Regions from separate parts of the Mus musculus genome. Here regions 1, 2 and 4 are each linked to region 3. The links are chromatin contacts, called in public Hi-C and HiChIP or PLAC-seq maps. All regions are on one chromosome and are shown on one strand. Each heading gives the region's core, a stretch centred on a gene start, on an enhancer-like site or on the middle of the called end of the contact. The rest is flanking DNA. Distances are from core to core; before and after follow the strand shown. Region 1 overlaps Gm29571 (predicted gene 29571). Region 2 overlaps Gm29571 (predicted gene 29571). Region 3 holds the start of Tmem200a (transmembrane protein 200A). Region 4 has its middle 61 kb from the start of 4930401C15Rik.

Region 1 (2,700 bases), core at 90-2,589, 490 kb before region 3:
CTATGTTCTCAGCCCCAGGTTTCAAAGCTCACAAATAACTCTTTGGGCTATTTGACATACATTACATGAATCACAGGTCTCAAGTTTTATTTGCTTTCATGATCAAGTCTTAAGCAGATGTAATAGTAGGAGCTCCAGATAGGCTTGTACCTTCAGCTCAAGTCCACTTCAGGGAGAAGGCATCAGCTCCCTCCTTCAGCTGTCTGCAGTCTTCAGTCTGACTGAACTAACATTCAGGGGCCAGGTTGGCACCAGAGACCTACATTGTCTTTGAATGTTCAGATAAATATCAACCAACCCTTAGCACTTCAGTCCTAGGACTCACTCTGAAGCCATTTAGGCTGATTGTACATACTAATTCCCTATCGAAGGATGTGGATCAGTTAGTGTCAGAATAGGATCTGAGTCCCGTGGCTTGGGATCAGATGATGATTCACTGTAGCATGCCTCCCTGGGATAGAGATGTAAGAAACAGCCTGTAGGGCTGGAGAGATAGATGGCTTGCTGGTTAGGAACACGGGCTGCTCTTGCAAAGGATCCAAGTTCAATTCCTAGAACCCACATTGGAGGATTTATATTTGGCTACCTGTAACTCCAGGATCCAACCTATGCTTCTGGCCCCTGAGGCCAGTAGCACACAGTGTGCAAATATACACACATACACGTAGCATGGAATAAAGGGAGAGGAAGAAGAGGAAGAGGGGAAGAGAAACAGCAGCAGCAGCAATCAATGCTGTGATAACTTTCAATTTATAGTACCTGGTGCTCCAAGTTTTCTGTCATCCAAATCACACTGAGTTAAATCACATGATGTGCAACCTCTGGCCATTTCCTAAAAGGTTATAGAAAGTTACACCTTCCCTTTGTTCTGGGGAGTCTGAGACTCCTGAGAAGACCTTGCTGATTGGCCTGAAGATGAAGGTTGCTCCCTGAAGAGGCCCCTCTGCATCTGTGTCGGTGTCCTCTCTGTCTCTCCATCTCTGTCTCCCTCTCCCTCTCTGTCATTTTCAATTTTTAAAAAATTGAAAGGAGAATTTTCTTTCATACAATACATTGTGATTACACTTTCCCTTTCCCCCAGGTCCTCCCAGATGCTTCAGGACTCCCTACCCAGGAAGCCACACCCTTTCTCCGTCTCATTATAGTGCAAACAGGCGTGATGAGCTCCTCTGCTGGCTTTCCCTAGATGCCTCCCTTCCCTGAGGCCCAGTGGTCGGATAACTCTTTACATATTGTGCAGTTTCTGCAGGCAGACTTTCTGTGTTTACCTTGAAGGGTCCATCACGGCCTTGAGGCTCTTTCTTTATAATAAACCTCAGCCTTGAAGGGAATTTATGCGTCAGCTTTCCAGTTCAGATTGACCGCAGTGGCCTTTCTGTCATCTTCCTTTGTAACAACACTCTCTTACTGTTAAATAAGACTCCTTTGGCTCCAATGTCTGCTGTTGGTAATAAGTCAAGTGCTCATTTTCCCCCAAGGAAACTCCCACTCTACACAAATAGCTTTGCTTCTAAAACCCAGAGGTTCTTGACGGCTTATTCCGGTGTAAAGGGAAACGTAACACGGCGGTATTTGCGTCAGAACTCAAATTTGTGATTCATAGTAAAACAGAATCTGCTGCTGCCTGGGAGGAAGGCATTTGAAGTCTAAAGGCACATTTAGCCAATAATGGACATCCCAGTTTCTATAATTGCAGGAGCTGGTTCCTGCAAACAAACCTCTGATTCTGTATTTATTCATCTATGTATGCGAGAAGACAATAAAGAAAGCTGCCAAAATGGCCAATCCACCCCTTTAACATTTCTTCTAGGCTCCGCCCAACAGTTGCCTAGCAACTGCCAGGTACAAGCCTGGCTTGCTATTTCTTTCTCTCTTCCTTCTCTTTCTGCCCCTCTCTATCCCCTTTCTTTCCCATACTCCCTTCCCATGCCCCAAATAAACTTCATTTTTATACTAGACCTGTCATATGGCTGGTACCTGGAGTGGGAGGATGTCTTGACATGGGACAGCTGAGGCAACCCCTCATCATGCCACCAGGGGTGGGGGTAGGGTGAGATGGTACTTTTTATTGTGAATATGAAAGAAAATATCTGGAGGCATCTAGAATAGTCCAGAGCAGGGAGAAAAAGTAACCGATGAAGCCAGGACAGGACAAGGGATCCGAGACAGTGGGAAAGAACGGTGGAGATAGCAAGAGATAAAGCACTGGTTCTCAACCTGTGGGTCACGACCCCCTTGGGCTCTAAAGACTTCCACAGGGGCAGCTTAAGACCATCGGAAAACACAGATTATTTACATTATATTCTGTAATGGTACCAAAGTTGCAGCTGTGAAGTAGCAACAAAAATAATTTTATGGTTGGGGTCACTACAACATGAGGGTCACAGTGTTAGGAAGATTGAGAACCACTGGATTAGCGTACAGTAAGGGGGGGCTGAGTGCAGTGTCAAGAGAGCTGGGATGTGAAGTGAGAGGGGCCAGGAGGCTATTGGGGGAGGGCTTTGAAAAGTATAACAGGCACTTGTAAATAGAGACTGAAGGAGCCTGGAAGCCAGTATGGGCTTTCCTATGCTGACGGGCACCACAGGTATATGTCAATACAGAGACCTATGCCCCTTCTGCCAGAGGCAAGGAAAATGACTCCTTTTGGGGAGGAAAACACAGTTCACAGATTCCCGAAGAATGCTGCTTTTTATGAAA
Region 2 (2,700 bases), core at 161-2,660, 440 kb before region 3:
CTATAACTCTGAAGCAATTTAAACAATGCTTTGTTAAGAAAAATCATCCCTAAAAATGTGATTTACAGGGAACACACTGGGATAAGCAGCTACAATGGTCTCCGTTGCCATAGAAACGTGCAGTTCCCATTTAACTTGGGGGTATTAAAATAGCCCAAGAAAAGCTAGTGGTACCAGAATATGGAAAGACACATACGCTGACATCAGCTTGCCATAACCTTGGGATGAAAATCATAATAAGCATTTTTTTAAACAAAAGATATATTGCTTTGTTTTGAAAATGTAACGTTGAACTCAGACCAGAAATTACTGAGGATTTATAAGTGGCCCTGTTGTGAGTAACTATTCTCTGAGCCAAGCTAACCCCATCTTGGGGAGTTTAGTTGTTCACGCTTGCAAAAGGATCTTTTCAGCTTGTTGACTATTTATACTACGTCATGGATGAATAAGTAGAGAGGATCCCAGGGCCTGGGTATCCAGCATCCCTATCACCTGTTAGGAGAAGGGGACTCCCTCTGTGCTGCCACAGTGAGAGACTTGTTGCTGCTGGGTGAAGCTGTCCAAATACACGCAGCCTGTTGGATGAAGGAACATCTTCAGTCCTCTAACCAGTTCCTTCCCAGGGCTCTGTAAGGAGGCCAAATCAGTTCATTGGTTCCTGCAGATGCAATCATGCCTCTGTTTGTCTTTGAGATTTAGGAAGAAGGTAGATATTGGTTCTTCCAAGGGATTTTAGTAACAGGCCCTTTGTATTAAAAGACGAAGACAAGGTTGGTCTAGGAGAACTAAGGCATGGATGATCATTTCCAAAGCTTATTTATGATATCTACAGTGATTTTTATTTCTGTACCAGAAATACCCTAAAATATTTAGAATTATAGTTTCATTAAGGATCATGAGAGGAAGAAAAGTGATACTAATATGGTAAAGAAAATCAATGAGCATCCCATACTTCAGCAGAAAGACTTATATACCATAAGCCTGTGGCCATGTAAGCCAGACTCAGACCCTTACAAAGTTAGGCCAAGGACTGTTTGCCTATTCTCTGGTTTATATTTTATTAGTAAAGGTGACATTTCAAAGCTGCCTCTGCAGTCATCTCCCCAGAGACCTTAAAATAACAAAAGCAAAAATATTATCTTTGCAAGAATACTCTTTGAAGGGGATCTGGGATATGACAGTGAGCCTGGGCCAGGCACTTAAATCGGAAAGGTTTTAATGCTCTGTCTTGTTTACATGTCATTGTAATGGAAGTGAGTCAGGATCTGCTGCTCCAAAGTATGCCACTTTGGCATAAGAATTATTTTGAGCAGAAAAAAAAATTGAGATTCAACAGATGTAGAAAAGCCATTCATATCTGACTAAAAGCAGAAACTCTGAGTAATAAGGTTCATTTTAAATCCCTTCCCCAGGGGAAAGTTACACAGCATGAAGATGACAGAAAATTGGCACCAAGACAACCTGGCACAAACGAACTTTGCTAAGTTAGCCTTGCTCAGTTGTGAGTTTTCTCATGTATTTACCTTCCCACAGGTCTCAGTCCTTGCAAATCTCAAGAGTCTTGCCCTTTCCTTCGGCCTCTGTAATTTATCACTCTCAGTCAGAAGCATATACAAGCTCTTGGGCCTATCTGTTCTATTTCTTTTCTAGGGAGGCCTCTGTATCACATAAAAATGTCAAATAAAATGTATACACTTTTCTCTTATTAACTTTTCTTAGCCCAGTTTGCGTGACCCCAGATGCAAACCCAAGTGGGAGAGACATTGTGTGTCTTCTATGGAATTGAAATACCACATCATGGAGGAGTAGAGAAGACTTCAAGACCCTCATCTGGTTATCCCTACCACAGCAAAATGTTCAAGTTTGAGGTTATATGATAGAAAGCCAGGATAAACATGAGTAGGCTTTTAGTTTAAAATTAGAATTTCAATATGGAAGAGAAAATTTGTAAGTAAAACAGGGATGTAGAAAACAGGAGAGAAACATTGGTAGACATGGGCTCTGTGTGTTTCCTTCCCCTACTGAGTCCTACAAGCTTAATTTTAGGAATGTGGGAGTCAGGTTCTTAGGGACTTAGAAAAGATCTGTCTTCTTAATGTTACTGTTACTATTACTATTATTTGAAGCAGCTTGATTCCTGAAATAACAAGAAGCAATATGCAGTTGTGAAGAGAGTCAGTAGGCAGCTTTGTCTTGATCCTGGGTCCCTGGCTCAACTCTCTCCTGACGCTGGAGCTCCAACATGGGGACACTCTCCTACTCAGGACAAACTTGACAGCAGGCTCAGTGACAGACACTTCCTGCGTTTCTCTTTTCTCTTTTCTTTTCTTTTCTTTTCTTTTCTTTTCTTTTCTTTTCTTTTCTTTTCCCTCCCCTCCCCTCCCTACCCCTCCCCTCCCCTCACCTCCCTTTCTTGGTTTCCCCTCTGAAAATAACTTATCCCATCTCCCCTCCCCCTGCTCACCAACCCACCCACTCCTGCTTCCTGGCCCTTGCATTCACCTACACTGGGGCACTGAGCCTTCACAGGACCTCTCCTCCCATTGATATCTGGCAAGGCCATCCTCTGCTACATACTCAGATGGAACTATGGGTTCTCCATGTGTACTCTTTGTTGGTGGTTTAGTCCGTGGGAGCTCTGGGAGTACTGCTTGGTTTATATTGTTGTTCCTCCTATGGGGCTTCAAACCCCTTCAGCAC
Region 3 (2,700 bases), core at 133-2,632:
AGCAAACATAGAATGCCCAAGCCTTCATAATGCATAGTGTTGGCGTGAACACGCAATTATTGCAAAACAATTAGTGAAGCAAATCTTACGAGTCCTTTCTTAGGCAGTCTGTGGGGAGGAGAGTCGTGCTGAAGCCTATAGACAATTACCCCTCTTCGTTTTGCTTATGCAGGTAGGATCACACTGAAATACTGATCTAGGGAACCCTGTTCACACTTTTGTCTACCATAAATTAACGCCGTAGACCCTCACAAAGATTGCTGACTCTGGAACCTTAGACAAAGGAGGGTGTAGCTCCAAGACGCGAAGCCAGGCGCTCTCAGAAGCCGGCTGCTCACAGGCTGCCCCGCACCACCTCTCCTGTACTCTGGAGACCAAGAAGTCTGGAACTGATGGAGGACTTGGTTCATTCCCCCAAACTTTGGGAGTCATTGTTTCCCCTAACTCTGCGGGCTAAAGCGGAGGGGAGGAGAAGGGGTTTCAGAAACCCGGGGTACAGCTGCAGGGCTCGCCCACCCACCTCTGCACGCCCCGCAGCACCCTGGTGGTCCACTCACCTGTCCTGAGCGCCTGGTCTCGGGGCTCCGGTGGCCTCTCCGGGCTCTTCGCTCTCACAGCTGTCGCGACAGCGTGCGCCTCCGGGGACCAGCGAGGGAGGCGGCGGGGTCGGGGGCGTCAGGAGGAATCTGGGCAGCTGCGGGCAGCCACGGTCTCACTCCCCATCCCCGTGGGGCTCCGGCTGAGGACGCGGTGCGGTCACCAAAGGAAGATGAGTCAGGCCGGGGTGCGGGCGCCCTGACTCGCGCATCTGGGGGACGCGGCCGCCGCCATCGGACGAGCGCAGCCCCTATCCTTCTAGGGTACCGGTGACCGAGGCCAGGGCAAAAGATCGCAGCTAAGGCGTCTCCGCCGCCGCCAAGAAAGACAAAAGGAATGCGGGGCTCGAGGGAAAGTTTTGGGCTTGGTTCCTGATGAATTCTAGCCCCCGAAGCCGCCAAGAGGAGGATCGGGGGCGAGGGCGGGACGGGCTTCCCGGAGCGTCGCCAGCAGCCGGGGACCCAGACGGTGCTAATCGCACCGCCGCCCACGACCCGTGGGAACTCCGCCGGCCCAGTCGCCAAGCTGTGCAAGAGCTGCGTGCAGGACCCACCCTTCCCCCCGGACCCCAACCCAGCTACCCGGCGCCCTGGCTGCAAAGTTGTACTTCTAGCGCCGGGATGGCGCCCATACAAAACCCATTTGGGGAACAAAGTACCGCTTCCAGGCGATCTGCTTCATCTGAAGGCCAGCGGGCGGAAGCGGACACACCCACTCGCTTCTCATCACCGTCGGACGCGAGTTCCAGAACGGGAGATACCTGCCCCTCCTGTCTCAATAAGAACTGGGGATCCCCGGCGGACTCTGTATTTTCTGGAAGAAGGATCCATAGGCCCCTCGGTTCCACGCCCCTCGGATGCTTTCTTATCAGATGCAGCCTGGGAGGGTCGGGGTCCCCCTGGCGGCTGCACGAGTGCTGTGCTAACAAAGTCAGACCTGGACCCCCAAGAGATACTGCACTCCTAGCCCTCAGAGGGTTTAAGCTGCTGGGAAGTTAGTTCCAGTAGAGCAGACTGGTTGGGAAGGGTTCTGGGCATGGGGTTGTGAGGGGCAGGGGCTAATTGTATCCTAAGATGATGAGTCTGAGGCTAAGCTCCAGATATCAAATCCAATGAAGGCTTCAAGTTACCAAAAATTATCAGTGAGAAAAAAAAAAACATGTCCTGTCCATAGAATGAAATAATTGAAATAATAGTCACGTGCAATTCTGCAAGGGACCAAAGCGCCCACTCTGGCTGAAGATCAAGTCAGTAAATAAAGTTTCGTATTCAAATTACTGCGTTGGAGTGTGCAGTGTACAGCAACCGTAGCTGAGCTATGGTTTTGTAAATCCATGAGTTTCTTGGATTTTTTTTTTAACTCATAGGCAAGAGGCAAATATTCTGCTCTGGTGTGTATCTATTTCAATGTGTCAGCTACTGGATTCTGTGGGGAAAAAATCTAGACTCAAGAAAATAAGGCAACCCGTAGAGGCCAGACAGGTCATTAAGATGACACTGGCAATGGAGAAAGACTGTAAAAACGGGCAATAGTGGTTTTAAAAAAAAAATCTTGCTTCAGTATGGAGGTTAAATACTTTTTCTGAAATTTCAGGACCAAATGCTTAAAAAAAAAAAAAAAAGAAAAAAAGAAAGAAAGTAGATGGGATGGGGTAGGAGAAATGAGTCACCTTGTAAGCCATCTGTGGTTTTCTTTTCCTTCCACCTTCATGTGGCTAGTTCTCTTGGCCCAAAGCCATTTGATCAGTTCTCTGAGGTTTTCTAGCACATTTGTCAAGGAACCTTATTAATCGTGTGAGCCTAGTAAGGTTCTACTCGTTGTACAAGAATGCCCTGACTCTTCCTTTCTCCTCAAAGCTCCCAAGAGAACACACTTCCTAGCAAGCCTTCCTGACTTGTAAAGGGGTGGGTAATAGGTTCCTCCCATCCTGCTCTTTTAATGTAGCACAGTGTCTACAATGTACAGGGAAACATTTAAAATGGCAATCCAGACATCACAGGCATCACATGTCCAGGCAGTCTTCAAAGAGAGGCTGATGAGGAAAGACTTCGGGAAAAGATCTAGACTCATTCTTATCACCACTGATCACAATTACCAATCTGA
Region 4 (2,779 bases), core at 271-2,770, 300 kb before region 3:
TATAATTAGATTTTAGCCAATTGGAAGGGGCACATTCTTGGGCAGTGCGTTCTAACTCTCTGGTTCCTATTTCACCCATTGGTGAGTACTCAGTCACATGGCGACAACCTGCCAACTAGTCCGAAAACTGCAGTTTAGCCATGCATCTGCTATGGTTCATTTTTACTGTAGATGATTAAAGGAGCCAGTTTTTGCGGCCATCTATAAGTCTGCTACTTGCTCAGCTCATTAAGGACTTATTTCACATTGCTGTTTCTATATTCGTGGGAGAGTTTATGAAATAAATGTCAGATGGTATATGTAAGAGAGCAACAAAATAAAACCTATGAAAATAACCATTGCTTTTTTTTTCCTGACCTGGTTAAAATGACCTATTCATGCAAGTGTACTTCATGGGAAAGAATAGCAGGAATTAATCAAATTGGTCCCACTCTGAAGCAGCAGTCAGCCTTAGCAAGCTGTGTTGAGAACCTGGTTCTCTTGTCAATGGTCTGGCATGGTATGCAGGTTGGGTTTTTGTCAACTTGACATAAGCTAAAGTCACTGAGAAAGAGTACACCTCATTTTAGAAAATGCCTCCATCAGATTGGACTGCAGGCAAGTTTGCAGGGGCATTTTCTGGATTAGCGATTGATATGGAGAGCTCAGCCCACTGTGGATAGTGTTACTTCATAGCAGATAGTCTGTGGTTGCATAAAAATGGAAGAAGCCAAATGAGCCATGAGAGCTTGACAGTACCTGTAGCTTCCTTTACACCTGTACACCTGCCCCGACTTCCTTTAGTGATGGAGTTGACCTGGCATGTGTTAAGCAAACCCGTTAATCCTCAAGTTTCTTTTGATGTTTGTCACTGCAATAGTAAAGCCAACACATGGATTATCAGGACTAGACCCTGTGTGGCCACAAGCACCACTCTGCATGTTTGTCTCCCAACTGTCACTCCCCTGTCACATGGCCAGCTCTTGAAGTTCATGACTGGGAAACCTGGGCATTCTTTGATTTAGGAAATTTCTTCCTTGATTTAGATCAACACAATTTATGTTGCCCTGAAAAGTACTGTTTTTTACACACAAGGCCCCACACACTTCTATGATTTGAGTGCCAGTTTCCTCCCCACACTTTTCTCAACATCATATGCTTTTCTTTTCTTTCTTTTAATTAAAAAAAAATTATGAAGGGTTTCATGATGTAGTCCAGGATGGCTTCAAAGTCACAACCCTCCTGCCTCAGGCTCTTCAATGATGAGATTTCAGGTATGTGCCACCACATGTAGCTTAGAACAACATTACAACTTGGAAATGCAGAGCCAGCTAGGAGCGAAAGACAGCGCTTATTAACTCTCAGGGGACCGAGTGGGCGCCATCCCCTGTTGAGAGCAGCTGGCAGGTGATGTGGTTCATGATGATAAGATGCTTCTAAATACAGTGTTTAAACACACAGACGTGCGGATTACTGCTTTTATTTCTTCTGCTGCTGTCTTTGTGCGCTCCTCTCCCTTTCTGTGAAGAATGTATCGGTGTGCATCTGATTTGCTTCTTTCCTATTCAGCTCCCATTATCTTTATGCAAATGCCGATGCTTAATTACTGCCCATGCTTCTGCCACAGCCTTTAGTCTAATAGCAGCCATGCAGGTATTACATGGGGAGGTACCAGGAGATTTCATTCTTCTCCAAGAAGCCTTATTCAGATCGATACCTCTGACGCGTACTATTGTTAAGTGTGTCAGGGTGGGGGTCAGGGGAGGATCTCTGCCTTTTTGTGCTCATTCTCTGAAAGATTAGACCTGATGCAAAAAGGTTTTAAAAAAATTGTTGTATCTGATTCCATCTGGGGTCATGTGAATTCAATGCCCTGCTACAGTGTACTTAAGTCTCACATTCCAGGGAGAAGTCATCTCAAAAGCTGGATCTAGCTCTATGTCATCTATATTTCTATACGTCTATCTCTATACATCATGCTAGAGCAGCACAGGTGTATGCTCAACTAAATATGACGTTCATCCTCCTCTTTGGCTAATGGCGTTGGTTCTTCCAGCACCATTGCTTTGGCATCCCTCATCCCTGCCATGCCCCTCCCCATCTCACCCCCCACCCCTGCCATGCCCCTCCCCACCTCACCCCCCACCCCTGCCATGCCTCTCCCCACCTCACCCCCCACCTCTGCCATGCCCCTCCCCACCTCACCCCCACCCCTGCCATGCCTCTCCCCATCTACCCTACTACTTTCTTGTCCTCAGCACACGTAGTAGGCACTCATCTAGTATTTGTTAAAAAAAACAGAATTAACTAACGTTCTTTAGCTTGGTGTCTTTCTTCAGCCCACTATTCTCTCTCTAAATCACCATCAATTGCCTCTTAACTGTGGAGCCTTCACTCAGGCAAAGTCCTTTTTGCTACTCAGGAAGGGCAGGAATTTGTTGCTGTCCCTGTCTATCATTCCTACGAGGTCTGCACTCATCACACCAACCTTTACTTTCATTTTCCTCAGGAGGCTGTGAGCTACTTGGGGTCAAAAGTCAGGGTTGGATTGTCACTGGATATCTTATAATTAAGCAGCATGCCTGACACACTGCCAAGTGTGCCAAGGAAGTTATTAACTCACAACAGTACAAATGCAAAGGACAGTGTGATGTTCTTGGTAGCTGGTCAGCTCATCCCCTTCCCAGCAGATTCATTTGCTCAGGAAAACTAATGGCTGTGAAGACTTTCTTGGTGAATATGGACTAAAGCTGGGTGCCGCACAGCATTCAAGGATGTTTTCATTATGTTTTGTGAGTCG

Evidence for each region. A called contact is a pair of places that touch in the nucleus more often than the background predicts. HiChIP or PLAC-seq counts read pairs in DNA pulled down with a chosen protein or histone mark.
Region 1: an H3K27ac HiChIP or PLAC-seq map of embryonic stem cells shows a contact between it and region 3, with 4 times the contacts expected there. The contact joins the enhancer-like site here to the promoter of Tmem200a in region 3. A contact is called at or near these places in 7 of 39 promoter capture datasets (the 3T3-L1 cell line, 3T3-L1-derived adipocytes, cranial neural crest and 3 more), 4 of 115 datasets of contacts at active chromatin or transcription factors (embryonic limb bud, embryonic stem cells, neural tube and 1 more) and 1 of 9 other capture datasets (pancreatic islet).
Region 2: a contact with region 3 is called in a Hi-C map of uterus, with 4 times the contacts expected there. The contact joins the enhancer-like site here to the promoter of Tmem200a in region 3. A contact is called at or near these places in 14 of 39 promoter capture datasets (the 3T3-L1 cell line, 3T3-L1-derived adipocytes, cancer-associated fibroblasts and 8 more), 1 of 15 datasets of contacts at CTCF or cohesin (the NIH/3T3 cell line), 2 of 484 Hi-C or Micro-C datasets (both in uterus), 12 of 115 datasets of contacts at active chromatin or transcription factors (VIP interneurons, craniofacial prominence, embryonic basal ganglia and 6 more) and 3 of 9 other capture datasets (adipose tissue, embryonic stem cells and pancreatic islet).
Region 4: a contact with region 3 is called in an H3K4me3 HiChIP or PLAC-seq map of embryonic forebrain, with 6 times the contacts expected there. The contact joins the enhancer-like site here to the promoter of Tmem200a in region 3. A contact is called at or near these places in 11 of 39 promoter capture datasets (the 3T3-L1 cell line, 3T3-L1-derived adipocytes, cancer-associated fibroblasts and 5 more), 1 of 15 datasets of contacts at CTCF or cohesin (the NIH/3T3 cell line), 4 of 484 Hi-C or Micro-C datasets (cerebral cortex, embryonic stem cells, myocytes and 1 more), 9 of 115 datasets of contacts at active chromatin or transcription factors (embryonic forebrain, embryonic hindbrain, embryonic midbrain and 5 more) and 4 of 9 other capture datasets (adipose tissue, embryonic stem cells, liver and 1 more).

What each region holds. Positions count from the first base shown.
Region 1 is chr10:25,587,637-25,590,336 of GRCm38.p6, forward strand. All of the region lies in intron 3 of Gm29571 (predicted gene 29571), which reads left to right. Among named protein-coding and RNA genes, the nearest start is that of Gm36908, 33 kb to the right of the region's middle. Within about 2 kb of position 1,340, at least 7 of the 459 cell types and tissues checked have an H3K27ac peak or open chromatin away from gene starts, as enhancers often do. A contact at or near this core is called in embryonic stem cells, where this site is marked.
Region 2 is chr10:25,642,386-25,645,085 of GRCm38.p6, forward strand. The region is part of intron 3 of Gm29571 (predicted gene 29571); the gene reads left to right. Among named protein-coding and RNA genes, the nearest start is that of Gm36908, 22 kb to the left of the region's middle. Within about 2 kb of position 1,411, at least 23 of the 459 cell types and tissues checked have an H3K27ac peak or open chromatin away from gene starts, as enhancers often do. A contact at or near this core is called in VIP interneurons, second pharyngeal arch cranial neural crest and uterus, where this site is marked.
Region 3 is chr10:26,077,581-26,080,280 of GRCm38.p6, forward strand. Tmem200a (transmembrane protein 200A) reads right to left here and starts at 1,383. Exons shown (of 3, transcript NM_001358814.1): 1 at 1,256-1,383; 2 at 558-739. It overlaps Gm9767 (predicted gene 9767), which reads left to right and starts at 675. Exons shown (of 1, transcript NR_028030.2): 1 at 675-1,867.
Region 4 is chr10:25,775,376-25,778,154 of GRCm38.p6, forward strand. No RefSeq gene overlaps it. Among named protein-coding and RNA genes, the nearest start is that of 4930401C15Rik, 61 kb to the right of the region's middle. Within about 2 kb of position 1,521, at least 2 of the 459 cell types and tissues checked have an H3K27ac peak or open chromatin away from gene starts, as enhancers often do. A contact at or near this core is called in embryonic forebrain, where this site is marked.